Linked DNA regions of Mus musculus: all the other regions are linked to region 3. Evidence: chromatin contacts called from public promoter capture Hi-C data. All regions are on one chromosome and are shown on one strand. The core of a region is the stretch at or near the end of the contact, and the rest is flanking DNA. Distances in the headings are between cores, read along the strand shown. Region 1 overlaps Rara (retinoic acid receptor, alpha). Region 2 holds the start of A830036E02Rik (RIKEN cDNA A830036E02 gene). Region 3 overlaps Klhl11 (kelch-like 11). Region 4 holds the start of Csf3 (colony stimulating factor 3 (granulocyte)).

Region 1 (3,616 bases), core at 1,009-3,508, 1.5 Mb after region 3:
CGGCCCCATGTGGCTACCGAGCACTCGAGAAGTGGCTAATGCAACGGAGGGACTGAACTGAGTCTAATTGTAATTAAATTTAAATAGGCGCGCATCTCCACCGCTACTGCTCCGGGCAGCAGATCTAGGCCACGCTGCCTTCGTATAGAGAAATCACGAGGGAAAGGAGTTTCCAGCCAGCAAGAAACAAGGCAGATCTGTTCCTAGGACCATCCCATTCAACCCCAACAGTTCGTACCCAATGGCGCCTCCCCCATCTGTGCACTGGGGACCCGGCACTTGATGACCTTCCCTTCCCAGAAGCCTCTCCACACTTCTAGTTCTCCACCTAGGATGTGTCTTTGAAGGAATAGGTGGTGGACTGAACCCCTGAGAGTGATTATGGGGAGTCCTCCTCTTAGCCTTCACTCGTGACAGTTCTTATTACGTCCAGCATCCCGCTCACAACTCAGGCCACCAAACGCTCTGGCGTGCCAACTCCATCCAGCACTGTGTCCCAGCAGCAGACCTTTCTACTTCCTGTTCCCAGGATAATGCCACCTTCCCACAACACAGCTAAGTGGACAAGGTGCCCACAGGAGTGGAAGAAAGTGGCCCAACGTGAGCGGTGGGGGATTTGGATTCGGGGGAAAGCATCGGGGAAAGTGGCCATCTGGCTGGGAACAGATCCTACAAGGGCCGGAACCCGGCTGGAGAGCAGGGGCAGACTCTCACCAGGATATCCAGGCAGGCAGCCTTGAGGAGGGTGATCTGGTCGGCGATGGTGAGGGTGGTGAAGCCGGGAAGCTGCTTGGCGAACTCCACAGTCTTAATGATGCACTTGGTGGAGAGTTCACTGAACTTGTCCCAGAGGTCAATGTCCAGGGAGACTCGTTGTTCTGAGCTGTTGTTCTGGGGGAGGCAGGGAGGGTCAGGGCCTCAGCTACGGCACTGGCACCCGCTTCAGCCTGGCCGCTCGCTGCCTTTCGCCCTCTGCTCAGCCTACACTTCCTGACAGTGTAGGAGGAGACAGGGGAAGGGCAGCAGAGGCGGCCTGGGTGTGCAGTACCCCTCGCGGCTGGCATACCGTAGTGTACTTGCCCAGCTGGCAGAGGGCCGGGAAGGTCTCCTGGTGCGCTTTGCGAACCTTCTCAATGAGCTCGCCCACCTCAGGCGTCAGCGTGTAGCTCTCTGAGCACTCGGGCTTGGGTGCCTCTTTCTTCTTTTTGTTTCGATCGTTTCGCACCGCTGGGGGGAGGGAGGGGTGGAAGGGGGGACATGGGTTGGTTAGAGAGTGACTGCTTTTGGCTCGGGGTCGTCCAGCCTATGCTGTCCACCACCCAGACAGACACACACAGACAGACAGACAGATCCACAAAACAGTGCCCCACACTAACCTGTCTGACTCATATCCTAAATCCTATTTTAGGGCCTGGGACTGTGGCTGAGGCCACACCACACATGTGCACATATGCCCTCCGCCAGTGTGTGGTACCCTGTCGTCATGCACCCATGGCAGCAGCCCACACTCTAAGAACATGTGCCCAGGTTGGCAGTCACACACACTGAGTCCCCGCTTTGGTGCCTGCCAGGAATCCCTGCTGTCCCAGCTCTCCTGGCAGCGATCTCCCTGGGGGATTCCTAAGACTGGCTCAAAGCAGCTTCCCTGGGCAGGCAGGGAATAAGGCTCCCCAACCAGAGAATGGGGGCCCCCTGGCAGAAGAATCTCTTGGCCCATTAGCCGGGGAGCTGACAGATCGCTGGGAGGGGGGCGCTGAGCCGCACACACCGCTCGGGCTTTAAAGAAGCGATGGGGTCGTTACCAGCCGATTATCCCAGACACACAATCACTCACAGGGCCTCCGTGGCGGCTGCTGACGCGGGAGGAAGGAAGGGTGGGGGTGGGGGTCCAGGGAGGGGACGGGGGGGGGGTGATGGGGGGGGAAGCTGGCATAATTTGGAGATCACTCATGTCGATTCTGCAAATTCAATAAAGTGCAGGGGAGAGAAGGGAGAGGCAGAGTGGGGGATAATTTGGGAAGAGAAAATTGCAGCTGTGACAAGACGTTTATCATTCGGAAGCTTTAATTCTATTGAAATGGCAGCTGCTCAGCTCCGGGGCACGGAGCAGCCGGGAGAGGGAGAGGAGGGAGAGAAAGAAAGGGGGAGTTGTTGTGGGAAGGAGAGGGGGTCCCCACCCTCGTCCTGTTCTAATAGTTCAAAGAAGGAAGGTGGGGCAAAGGGAGAAGGAAGTGACGGCCCCTTTACCAAAAGGTCTCAGTTCTGCACGTCCCAAGTTGTCACAGACTCTGCAGAGGACCGTCACTAGTCACTACTTCCTGAGTACAAGACCAGCACTCCCGTGTCTCTGGTGACAGGAGGCAGCAGGATATCCAGCTCCCCAATTCCTGGCTGGGGCTGCTGGTGCATTAGTCAGAACCATCTTTCTCAGCACCCCTCCCCACAAAGGGCTGGAGGGGGTCTTGCAGCCCCCTCCCCCACCTCATCCCCCAAGGCTCGGGCTCCATGGCAACGGCCACGCAGACAAGGAGGCGTCTGTCAGCGTCATTTATCTCTGACATCATCAATCACTGGTCACCACGGCAACACCCATGATTCAACACAAGAGGGTCTCCCCGTCCAGCCCTCCCCTCTGTCCCTCCCTCCGTCAGGGCCTCAGCTGAGCCCAAACTGGAAACCCCCTTTCCTCTGGGATCTGAGAAGCCCAATTCTCTTCCAACTCAGGGTTCCAGGTTTATCCAGACAATGGCTTCAGGGGGTCCTATGTCAGCCCCCCCATACATACAGACCAACTTCACACCTTTTCGAGTTCAGGCCTCTCCCTTAAGATACAGGAGGGACTGGGATAAGCTACTGAGCCACACCCAAAGCCAAGCAAAACCCAGAAGAAAGCTATCCTGGGGGCAGGCACCCCATACACAAGCAGGCATGCAAGCAACCACCATGCTAAGGGGACCGCTCTGTGCATTCTGGGCTTAACACCAAACGATCCATGGACACGCAGCCAGCCAGACTCCCAGGTTTGTGGTGTTATCTACAAAGCATCCTTAACTAGAAGCTTGCCCGCCTGCCGCGGCACACATGTTCCCACATGTATACACAGGCACACACACACACACACACACACACACACACACACAGCACCCCTGCACGCCCCACCTTGGGCGGGGCTTGGCCCCTGGCCCTGCGACACTCACACTCCTTGGACATGCCCACGTCGAAACATTTCTGCAGCCGGCAGTACTGGCAGCGGTTCCGGGTCACCTTGTTGATGATGCAGTTCTTGTCCCGGTGACACGTATACACCATGTTCTTCTGGATGCTTCGTCGGAAGAAGCCCTGGGGACAGGAGAAGGAGACGGGTTATCCACACCCACAGCGGGAGCAGCCTAGCAGCTACCCCTAAGCTTTTGCTATGGCCTATGTAATAATGGTAGAAAAATGGGGGAGGATGACTCTTTTGAAAAGATGCTCTCTGGGAGAGCCCAAGCCTGTCGCTATCTCACAGGCTGGCCTGGAGTCTTCCCTAGCCAACATCCCTGTACCTGATTTTTTTTTTCAGAGACAAAGACTCAGGGCTGCAGAGGACACAGGACACACAAGGTTGGAGATGGGA
Region 2 (3,590 bases), core at 825-3,324, 1.0 Mb after region 3:
CTGGTTTTACTATTTCCATCATTAAGTAATGGCAGGAATTTTAATTACCTTCGTCAAATGTTTTCTTTAAATACGGAGTGTTTCAAAAATGAAAACAAAAGTCTACAGCTGACACATATACCAGCCACATATGTTAGAGAAGTGTAACCAATATAAGACATATGGAGATCTGATGTGTGTATCAGAGGCCGGGGCATGGACAGGAAGAACGACCACTGGCAATGGGCTTCTAAGAAACTTTCTGTTGGGTTCTCAATGACTATGGTGTGAAATAGTGTATGACCCCAGGTGCCACTTGTGGCACTAGCTCTGTAGCAGCAATCTGCACACCAGGTCTCTTTCCTTTCTGTAAACTATAGGAAGTGGATGTTCTAGAAGCAGAGCCAGCAACCACAGGCACAGAACGTGGAGCCCCTGATCACTCAAGAAACCTGAGAAAATATCTTGGTTTTTGGTTTTAGTTTTTTTTAATTATGAGAGAAACAGGTTTTCAAGCTTAAAGAAAAATGTGTGGATGCCTTGCGCTAATATTTTGCCTTTATACCAACTCACTCAAAAATATATTTTTTATTATTATCATGCATGAAGAGACCCAAGAAGGCAAACGTACCTGGGGGACTCACTAGCCACATGTACTCCTGTGTCTTTCTCTCTCCATTGCTGTCTCTAGGAACTCCAAAGTTTCCAGGCAGGTGGTCCAGGTGAGGTCAATGTAGAAATGGACGCGGCCCCTGGAGTGGATCTCACCAAGGTCCTCAATGAAATGAGAGCCCAGTATGAAGCCATGGCTGAGCAAAATCGGAAAGATGCAGAGGCCTGGTTTCTTGAAAAGGTAACACCGCGAGATTTGATGCATTCCCAGAAAGCCCTTTGAGCCAGCGCAGAGCTCACCCCATCCACCTACTTTGCTGTTGCAGAGCAGAGAGCTCCGAAAAGAGATCAGCAGCAACACGGAGCAGCTTCAGTCCAGCAAGAGCGAGGTCACCGACCTGAAGCGCATGGTGCAGAACCTAGAGATTGAACTCCAGTCCCAGCTCGCCATGGTAGCGTGACATGCAGAGAGAGATGATGCATCCTTTAACTTCCAAAAAAAAAGATGTTGCACCCACCGTATGCTGGACCATGGGCTGCCCATCTTGTTCTCTGATCCCCAGACAATTCTGTCTATCTCCCATTTGCAGAAGTCGTCCCTGGAAGGCTCGCTGGCTGAAACCGAGGGTGGGTACTGCTGCCAACTGTCTCAGGTGCAGCAGCTGATCGGCAGCCTGGAGGAGCAACTCCAACAGGTGCGGGCTGACGCGGAGCGCCAGAATGCGGACCACCAGCGGCTGCTGGGCGTCAAGGCTCGCCTGGAGATGGAGATTGAGACCTACCGCCGGCTGCTGGAGGGGGACAGCCAAGGGTGAGCAGACAATAAGATTGGAAACATCGTAGGGGCTGAAAGACTGTGGACACCTGATGCAGATTTTTTTTCTGCAGTGGGAGAAGAGGGCTGTAGTCGACTAAACAGGGAACAAATCTTGCCAGTGATCCTAGCACTGAGGAGTCTGGGGCAAGAGGAACCCACGTTCCAGACCAACCTGAGCTACATCTGCATACTGCCTGCAGGAAGAGGGGGTGGGCTGGGAAGCTTGCAAGTGTAGAGAACTGAGTCCAGAGCCCCCAAAACCCATGTCGAGTGTATCTCTAACCTCATCGCTCCTGCTGAAGACAGAAGGTGGAGGCATGAAGAGCCTCAGAAGTCTGTGGCCCAGTGTGTCTCAAACAAGGTGTAGTCCAGAACCAACACATGAACATGCATGCACACACACACACACACACACACACACACAGACTTTTGAAGAGGAGGGAAAAAAGGATAAAACAACAAATCTAGAAAATGCATGCCTAGAATTTACTAGATAATAGAATGTATTCAGCCACTATCTCACTTGATACAAATTAATAAAATGCTCATTGTAAATGAGTACTTACATGTTCTAGAAGAACCATCTCTTGATGCTAGGGATAACACATCGATAGCAGCATCCGGATCACCCAGCCCCACGGTAGCAAACCCGTCATCAACAATAGCAGCCTAATCTGGAAGGAAGAGCCCCAGATGGTAAATTAAGACAGCTGATTTCTGAGACCAAGCTGCTCCCCCTCAGAGCCCATTGTAGGAGGTTTGGATGAAAATCTGTGCTGACCCAATTAGCTACCCTCGTGGTGCATCAGTCAGCCAAGAAACTTGTAATAGCATCTCTATTTTTGTTGCGGTTGTGTAGGCGTCTCTCATGTTTAAGCTCAAGCAGCAGGGTCTCCTTACTTATCCAACAATCACGTGAGCACAGCTCTCCTTCTCTTTACAGCGACGGTTTTGACGAGAGCTCATCCCTTTCTGTCTCCAAACCGCAGACACCATCAGTCGATTCCTCTAAAGGTATGGACACGAGAATCATTAAAAATAAGGCAGACTCTCATTCGTGAAATGACTAAACTGTAAGATCTCACTAAACGTTGAGTGTAAATAACTTAAAATAGATTTGTGTTCTGAGCAGGGGACATATCTCTGCTCAAACACACTGGGCAGTGGAGTGGTATATTAAAACTCTCAGCAAGCTCAAGTAAGAAAATCCTACTCTAGGAAGACAAAATGAGCGCCATGAGACGGGGTTTCTCTGTGTAGCCCTGGCTGTTCAGGAACTCGCTCTGTAGACCAGGCTGCCCTTGAACTCATGGAGATCCACCTGCCTCTGCCTCCTGAATGCTAGGATTACATTCATGCACTACCATGCACACTTCTTAAATGCTTTTAAAGTACACCAGGATTAGTGTGTGCCTGCCATCCCATCTCTTGGAGGGCTAAATTTTTTTAATAAAAATTAAAAGAGAGAGAGAGAGAAAGAGAGAGGGGGGGGGGGATAGTGAGTTCCAGGCTATCCTGGGCTAATATTTAGCAAGACCCTGAACTGAAAGAAAGAACTAGAGGAACAGAGAGATGGAGGGAGACGTTGAGCCTTTTGATTTGTGCACAAGACAGTCCTGAATAAATTTCATTTCCACTAAGTAAAACTCACTTGGTTTGGAATGGAGTCACTTGCAAAAGTCTGAATTTGACGAAAAGCTTAAGTTGAACAAGAATAAACCTTGGGTTGATAACTGCTTAGTAATAATCATCATCCTCTTTTGTGTTGTTTGTTTGTTTGTGTTTGTTTTTTACCTTTAGACCCAAATAAAACTCGAAAAATCAAGACAGTCGTGCAGGAGATAGTGAATGGCGAAGTGGTCTCATCCCAGGTTCAGGAACTTGAAGAAGAGATGTAAGGCCTCACACGGGCTCCTCTGGGATGCGAAGTTTCCAGCCAGGAGTTACTGCTTCCGTGCGCTATATGAATTCAGCACCTGTTTTGGCCAGTTTCCTTTTCCTTGGATTCTCTATGCAGGTTGGGTCTTGTTAGCATTTCTGAAACAATATCCAATTTACAAGTCTCTGTGGCTCTGCTGGTCTTCATTGCAACCCCAGATCACCTTACACCTTCCTGGGCCTGAAGAAGTCTTTCCACTAAGTTTTTCTGGTCGCCTGGACCATTTGTTTAATCCCACAGCTT
Region 3 (3,436 bases), core at 612-3,111:
GTTTCTCTTCCACCTCAACATGGGTCCTAGGGATGTAAAATCTCTAGGCTTTTTCTGGCAAGTGCCTTTACCCACTGAGCCATCTGCATAGAGAGACCTATTTCAAACCCTCCCTCCTAAAAATACTTTCCCGCATACTGTTTGCTAATTTGCAGAGGGAGGGTAGTCTTTTTCCAGGCTTGTGTTTATAAGATTAATCCTACCATTTTAATTTGTATAATTCAGGTACACATACAACTATATAACATATATATTCCAAAATCAATCTTTTCTCTTTTTTCTTGATTCTAGATTCTTATTAATTCGTTTAAAAGAATTCTGTGGAGAATTTCTCAAGAAAAAACTTCATCTCTCGAATTGTGTGGCCATTCATAGCTTAGCCCACATGTATACCCTGAGCCAGCTTGCTCTGAAAGCTGCAGATATGATACGGAGAAATTTCTATAAAGTCATTCAGGATGAGGAATTTTACACTTTACCTTTCCATCTCATTCGGGACTGGCTTTCGGACTTGGAAATCACTGTGGATTCTGAAGAGGTTCTTTTTGAAACAGTTTTGAAGTGGGTTCAGAGAAATGCAGAAGAGAGAGAGAGATACTTTGAAGAGCTTTTTAAATTGCTCAGATTGTCCCAGATGAAACCCACCTACCTTACACGGCATGTCAAACCAGAGCGGCTAGTGGCCAATAATGAAGTTTGTGTCAAGCTGGTGGCAGAAGCAGTGGAGAGGCATGCGCTCAGAGCAGAGAATATACAGTCTGGCACATTGCAGCAGCCCACTTCACAAGTCTCACTGTTACCTCGCTATGGACAAAACATGGACGTAATCATGGTTATCGGAGGAGTGTCGGAAGGAGGAGACTACTTAAGTGAATGTGTGGGATATTTTGTTGATGAGGATAGGTGGGTCAATCTGCCCCACATTCATAACCACCTTGATGGACATGCCGTCGCAATTACAGAGTCCTACGTGTATGTTGCTGGCTCCATGGAACCAGGGTTTGCTAAAACTGTGGAAAGATACAACCCAAACCTGAATACATGGGAACATGTTTGTAGTCTGATGACCAGAAAGCACTCTTTTGGGCTAACAGAAGTCAAAGGGAAGCTGTATAGCATTGGAGGACACGGCAATTTTAGCCCTGGCTTTAAAGACGTGACTGTTTACAATCCCGAGCTTGATAAATGGCACAACTTAGAGTCAGCACCAAAGATTCTGCGAGATGTCAAAGCATTAGCCATTGAGGACCGGTTTGTGTACATTGCTGCCCGCACGCCCGTGGACCGGGACACTGAGGATGGACTGAAGGCTGTAATTACTTGCTATGATACAGAGACTCGACAGTGGCAAGATGTGGAATCTTTACCGCTTATTGACAATTACTGTTTTTTCCAGATGTCTGTGGTCAATTCAAACTTTTATCAGACAGCATCATGCTGTCCCAAGAGTTACTCCTTAGAAAATGAAGAAGCAGTAAGAAAAATTGCCGGTCAGGTGTCTGATGAGATCCTTGAAAGCTTGCCTCCAGAAGTCCTAAGCATCGAAGGAGCAGCCATTTGCTATTACAGAGATGATGTCTTCATTATTGGAGGCTGGAAAAACAGTGATGATATTGACAAACAGTACAGGAAAGAGGCCTACCGATACTGTGCTGAGAGAAAGAGGTGGATGCTCCTTCCTCCAATGCCTCAGCCCCGCTGCAGGGCCACTGCTTGCCATGTCAGGATCCCTTACCGGTACTTACATGGCACACAGAGATACCCCATGCCTCAAAATTTAATGTGGCAGAAGGACCGCATCCGACAGATGCAAGAGATACATCGGCACGCCCTGAACATGCGGAGAGTGCCAAGTTCCCAGATTGAATGCTGAGCTCACCAGCGTTTGCAGCTGAAAACTGTTCTCCCTGTTCTGTGAGGCGGGGATGCCTGGACTGTTACTTGGAAAAGTATGTCAATGACTTATTTTCTACTTGGACTTATTACCCTATATACAAGAAGTATAGTTAAAAAACAAATAGAAACTCAGTTCAATGTGGTAATTTTTGTTAGGTTGCAGTCCTGACTTTGGTTTGTGTTTGTGTGCTGGTAAATAAGATCTTATTAAAGAGAAGTGGGGGAAAGCAGGTCTAGTTACTTGGCCTTTTTTCTGCCAACCACTAACTCCTTTGTCTTAGGGACTTACGTGGGGCTCTAAGCACCAGTGTTATTTGCACATTTACTTTGATGCTCCTTTAAGTTTTTTATGGATTGTTTGTTTTCAGTGATACCAATTTATGCGTTAAGCTCTCATCTGTAGGAGAGACGTGTGCAATAGTGAAACTGGATCTGAAGGTAAAGCACAATGTTTCAGCAAGGATGATCTCAGAATGGAGCCCTGATGCTTTGCTGTATCTGCAAATGCTGGTTTTGTTCATTGGAAAGGGTGACAATGAGAAGTTTGTGAGTGGCACGTCCTCTGGTTTGTTTGGTTTCTTTCACAGCTGTTTATAGACTTGAAGCCATCATCCTGAGATGATAGTTGGGAAGGTATTAATGTTTACCTGGTTGTCTAGTTGTCTAAAGAGGGAGTTACACAGGTGAAGAGAAGTGCTCAGTGTAGCTGAGAAAGCAAATGAACAAACATTTGAAACACTTTGAATGGTTGTGTTGATGAGGATGCAGTGTGCCGTGACAATCAACACAGGATGCCTTCAGTTTGTTTTTTGCTCCGCTGAATATTATATAGACTCTTCATCATTTCTTTCTACAAGTAAAGCTTTCAAATGGCAAGGAAGTAACCGTTTAGAAAATACCGCTAAGAGAAGCCATGTTATTTCTGGCCCCTGATTGTTATATTTTACCTAGTTGCCCTAGACTTCTACTGGAACTTAGAGCCTAGAATATCAAATCTGAGTACATAGTTTTGGCTTTTAAAATTTTAAGGCTTTGACATACCACATTTAACAGGAAACTATCAAAATGTTACATAATCAATTCAATGTCATCTTGCAGAAAAGGTTTTTAGTATGTACATATTTTTATTGCATTCCCTAAAGTCTTTTTTTTTTTTTTTTTTTTTTTTTTGAGACATGGTCTCACTATGTAGCCTTGGTTGGCCTGGAACTCACTAGGTAGATCAGGCTTTGGCCATATATAGATCCTGAGGGACAAGCTTCCAAGGACCAAGAAGCAGTTTCAGCAGCAGCTGTTTCTACTCCCTCCAGTTCTCTGCTTTTGTTGAGCTGTGACAATGATGTTGGACATTCACTTCCTCTAATTCTTTATATTTATTATTGTTTTCTAGAGCTGCTATTTTATAGTTCATGTTCATGATCTTTTAATTTTTCAGTTGGATTAGGAATATCTTTGCGCCCCATTCTCTCTTAGTATCTGCATTCTTTGTTGCATATGGCATTGGAGGATTAACCATTTTCTTTTGAGCCTTGTATAGGTT
Region 4 (3,107 bases), core at 339-2,838, 1.8 Mb after region 3:
GGCCAGGACACCTCCTGCCCGGCGCTGGAAGGCAGAAGTGAAGGCTGGCATGGCGCTCTGTGTGGGCTGCACAGTAGGGGCCACCCCTAGGTTTTCCATCTGTGGGGAGGAGATGAAGTCAGGGATCAGTCCTTCCTTGAGGTGAGGAAGTGCTGGGAAGTTGGTTAAGTTGGCCTGTGGGGCTCATTAAACGTTAACGGTAGGACCAAGACTCCAACCCAGTCTGTCTCTGGACAGAGTCTGTCTGTCTCTCAGCCTGGAGGAAGCGGGGTAGGGGGCGAGGGGTGTCTTCCCAAAAAACAGGCCTCTGAAAATATAGAGAGCTTCCAGGGTGCCCAGGTGTGCTGCCATGACCCCCTCCAGATGGTACTCACCTGCTGCCAGATGGTGGTGGCAAAGTTGGCAACATCCAGCTGAAGCAAGTCCAAGGTGGGGGCCAGGGCAGGGGAAATACCCGATAGAGCCTGCAGGAGACCTTGGTAGAGGCAGAGCCCACTGTGGAGCTGGCTTAGGCACTGTGTCTGGGGAAGATAGCAGGGTTAGGCAGTACATCTTGGGATGCTTGCTCTCTTCAGGAGCCCAAATAGTAGGATGTAGTCCTTCCTTCTCCCCCTCCTCCTCCTTCTTCCCCTCCTTCTCCTCCCCCTCCTCCCCCTCTTCTTCCTCCTCCCCCTCCTCCTCCCCCTTCTCCCCCTCCTCTCCCTCTTTCTCCTCCTCCCCCTCCTCCCCCTTCTCCTCCTGGTCCTCCTTTTTCCGAAAATACTCACCTGCTGCAGGGCCTGGCTAGAGCAGCCACTCAGGGAAGCCTTCGGGATCCCCAGAGAGTGGCCCAGCAACACCAGCTCCTCGGGGTGACACAGCTTGTAGGTGGCACACTGTAGATGGAAGGATACTGAGGGTGCTCACCTGGGCCAGGCTCTTTGTCCAGCTCAGGTCCTCCTGGCTTCTCAGCTCCCTACCTTCCTAGTGACCCTAAGGACTGTCCCATCCAGAGGTCCCACTGCTGTCTCTACTCATTCTCTTTCCTGTGCCCTTCTCCCCCCATGTTCCCTTCCTCAATGTTTCTGTCAGTATTCTGAGGGTGCCATCTAGGCTCTTGTGCACACTGGGCAAACACTGTCAACTGCTGTGTGTTCCTAGTCTGCCCTCTTCTCATTTGTGCTCCTGCCTCCCCCGCTACCCCCCCCAAGTCCTTCCCTCCACACCTATGGCAACCCCACTCACCAACTGCTCCAGCAGCACCGAGCCGCTGGCCTGGATCTTCCTCACTTGCTCCAGGGACTTAAGCAGGAAGCTTCGGGGCAGAGGCAGGGATGGTGGCAGAGCGCTGACAGTGACCAGGGGAACGGCCTCTCGTCCTGACCATAGTGCACTTTGCCACAGCAGCAGCTGCAGGGCTAGGAGCAAACAGACGGGTCTGAGGCACTTGTTATCCGGCCTCTCTCCATTCCACACCCAGGGCAGGTAACCAGGGCACTCACCCATTAGCTTCATGCGCCTCTGGGCAGAAAGTTGAGCCATGGATTCTGGGTGATCTGGGCTGCAGCTCTGGGCTCTGCCAGGGCCCAGCTCCAGGGGGCCTTTATACATAAAGCCATCAAGGCCCCGGGAGGAAATTACCTGGGGCTGGGGCAACTCAGGCTTAGTAATAACTTCCCAGGATTTATGCAAATTTGATGATAGCTCAGGACAATGCAGGGGGTTGGGGAAAAGCTGTTTGCGAAAGTTTTTGTGAAATCGGGGAATCTCTGTTCCTTCCTTGACGTCTTGTCCCCCCCTCAAACTCTCTTCCTCTCTTCCAGCCACACCCAGGCCTGAATCGCTGCAGGGTGTTGGATCTGGATCCGAGTTGTCCAACAAGGCTGGTGAAACCCTGGAGGGGATAGCAAGGAACTCAGACCCTGGGGAAGAATGGGTGCTCAGATCAAGACTGCTTCTGTCTCTCCATCCTCTGGCAGACGTGCTTGGGGAGCCCCCTCTGCCCTTCATTTGTGATTCTCAAGTCACCTATACCTGGGACAAACATCCCGAGAGAAGAAAGAACCTGTCCTCTTTTCAGACCCATAAGCTTCCTGGTGGCTGCCTCCTGCTTTTCTGGGAGCCCTCCACAGCACCCTAGGTAGGGTCTTGCTGTCTACGCCTGCCCCACATTTGGATAAAAATAAATTGGTCCAGCATTCAGGCCGTTCTGTCCCAGGCTGATTAGCTGGGAACTCCCCAATACCCCCCATTATGACTCATTTCTTTAAGCCCCTGGATCCTGGCAGAGAGGCCAGAGGAAACCGGATGTCTGTCTTGAATGAATCAAGACCCTCTGGGGCTCCTGGCTCACCTGACCTTGCCTTTCTGCTTCCCTTGGCACATTACCTCGATGTCGTGGAGTCTGGGGCATCTGGAGGGCGTCGGAGGCTGGGTCATGGAGTGTCCCGACGATCTCTGCTCATTATGTAGCAGTGGTGTGAGCTGGCTTGAGTCGATGCATGCTGAGGTGAGAAAGGAGGAGCTGCATCTCCCATCCTAGAACTCTGCCCAGTGTTAGCTCTGAAAGAGACCTTGGTGATTTCACCTCTGTGAACTGGGCCAGAAAGGGAAATGCCTTGCCCAATCATGGGTAGTAGGGATGGAGGGACATCCCAGTCGCTCTCAGTCCCAACAGGGTATTACTACCTAAAAAGGAGGACGGCATTCCTTGTCTGACTGATGGCATCTCGATCTGGTACTTTCTGAACTATTTCACCCCCACCAAGGTGGGGCCAAGGAATATAGACATTTTTTGATGTTGAGGCATACCTGATGGGGTGGGGCCAACTCTGGGGCTAGGGTGCCCTCTGGTGGCCACAGATGTCATGGACATTAACTACATAGCCTCTGCTTGAGAGGACAGGCCAAGGGATTCCCATTCTGTTTGTTTATTTGTTTGTTTTTGTTTTTCAAGACAGGTTTTCTCTGTCTCGATAGCCCTGGCTATCCTGGAACTCACTCAGTAGATCAGGCTGGCCTCGAACTCAGAAATCTGCCTGCCTCTGCCTCCTGAGTGCTGGGATTAAAGGCGTGCGCCACCATGCCCGGCGAGATTTAATTCTTAAAACATGCTAACTGGCAACAGC

Evidence for each region. Promoter capture Hi-C pulls out the DNA fragments that hold promoters and counts their contacts.
Region 1: a contact with region 3 is called in a promoter capture Hi-C map of hippocampal neurons, with 3 times the contacts expected there. The contact joins two enhancer-like sites. A contact is called at or near these places in 11 of 39 promoter capture datasets (the 3T3-L1 cell line, the C10 cell line, cranial neural crest and 7 more) and 1 of 115 datasets of contacts at active chromatin or transcription factors (astrocytes).
Region 2: a contact with region 3 is called in a promoter capture Hi-C map of hippocampal neurons, with 5 times the contacts expected there. The contact joins the promoter of A830036E02Rik here to the enhancer-like site in region 3. A contact is called at or near these places in 7 of 39 promoter capture datasets (the 3T3-L1 cell line, frontonasal cranial neural crest, hippocampal neurons and 2 more).
Region 4: a promoter capture Hi-C map of hippocampal neurons shows a contact between it and region 3, with 8 times the contacts expected there. The contact joins the promoter of Csf3 here to the enhancer-like site in region 3. A contact is called at or near these places in 4 of 39 promoter capture datasets (the 3T3-L1 cell line, cranial neural crest, hippocampal neurons and 1 more) and 1 of 115 datasets of contacts at active chromatin or transcription factors (pancreatic cancer cells).

The regions. Positions count from the first base shown.
Region 1 is chr11:98,967,768-98,971,383 of GRCm38.p6, reverse strand. Rara (retinoic acid receptor, alpha) reads right to left here. Exons shown (of 9, transcript NM_009024.2): 4 at 3,198-3,339; 5 at 1,067-1,227; 6 at 715-891. Among named protein-coding and RNA genes, the nearest start is that of Gjd3, 13 kb to the left of the region's middle. Within about 2 kb of position 2,258, at least 82 of the 459 cell types and tissues checked have an H3K27ac peak or open chromatin away from gene starts, as enhancers often do. A contact at or near this core is called in hippocampal neurons, where this site is marked.
Region 2 is chr11:99,415,727-99,419,316 of GRCm38.p6, reverse strand. A830036E02Rik (RIKEN cDNA A830036E02 gene) reads right to left here and starts at 2,074. Exons shown (of 4, transcript NR_153851.1): 1 at 1,975-2,074; 2 at 905-1,382; 3 at 1-788. Krt12 (keratin 12) reads left to right here. Exons shown (of 8, transcript NM_010661.2): 4 at 671-832; 5 at 918-1,043; 6 at 1,182-1,402; 7 at 2,352-2,422; 8 at 3,209-3,590. The coding sequence ends at 3,306.
Region 3 is chr11:100,461,301-100,464,736 of GRCm38.p6, reverse strand. It overlaps Klhl11 (kelch-like 11), which reads left to right. Exons shown (of 2, transcript NM_172565.2): 2 at 292-2,125. The coding sequence ends at 1,873. Among named protein-coding and RNA genes, the nearest start is that of Klhl11, 9.8 kb to the left of the region's middle. Within about 2 kb of position 1,861, at least 10 of the 459 cell types and tissues checked have an H3K27ac peak or open chromatin away from gene starts, as enhancers often do. A contact at or near this core is called in hippocampal neurons, where this site is marked.
Region 4 is chr11:98,699,794-98,702,900 of GRCm38.p6, reverse strand. Csf3 (colony stimulating factor 3 (granulocyte)) reads right to left here and starts at 1,588. Exons shown (of 5, transcript NM_009971.1): 1 at 1,482-1,588; 2 at 1,225-1,397; 3 at 768-875; 4 at 375-521; 5 at 1-99. The coding sequence starts at 1,521. Gm38985 (a long non-coding RNA gene) reads left to right here and starts at 1,391. Exons shown (of 3, transcript XR_001780319.2): 1 at 1,391-1,464; 2 at 1,803-2,488.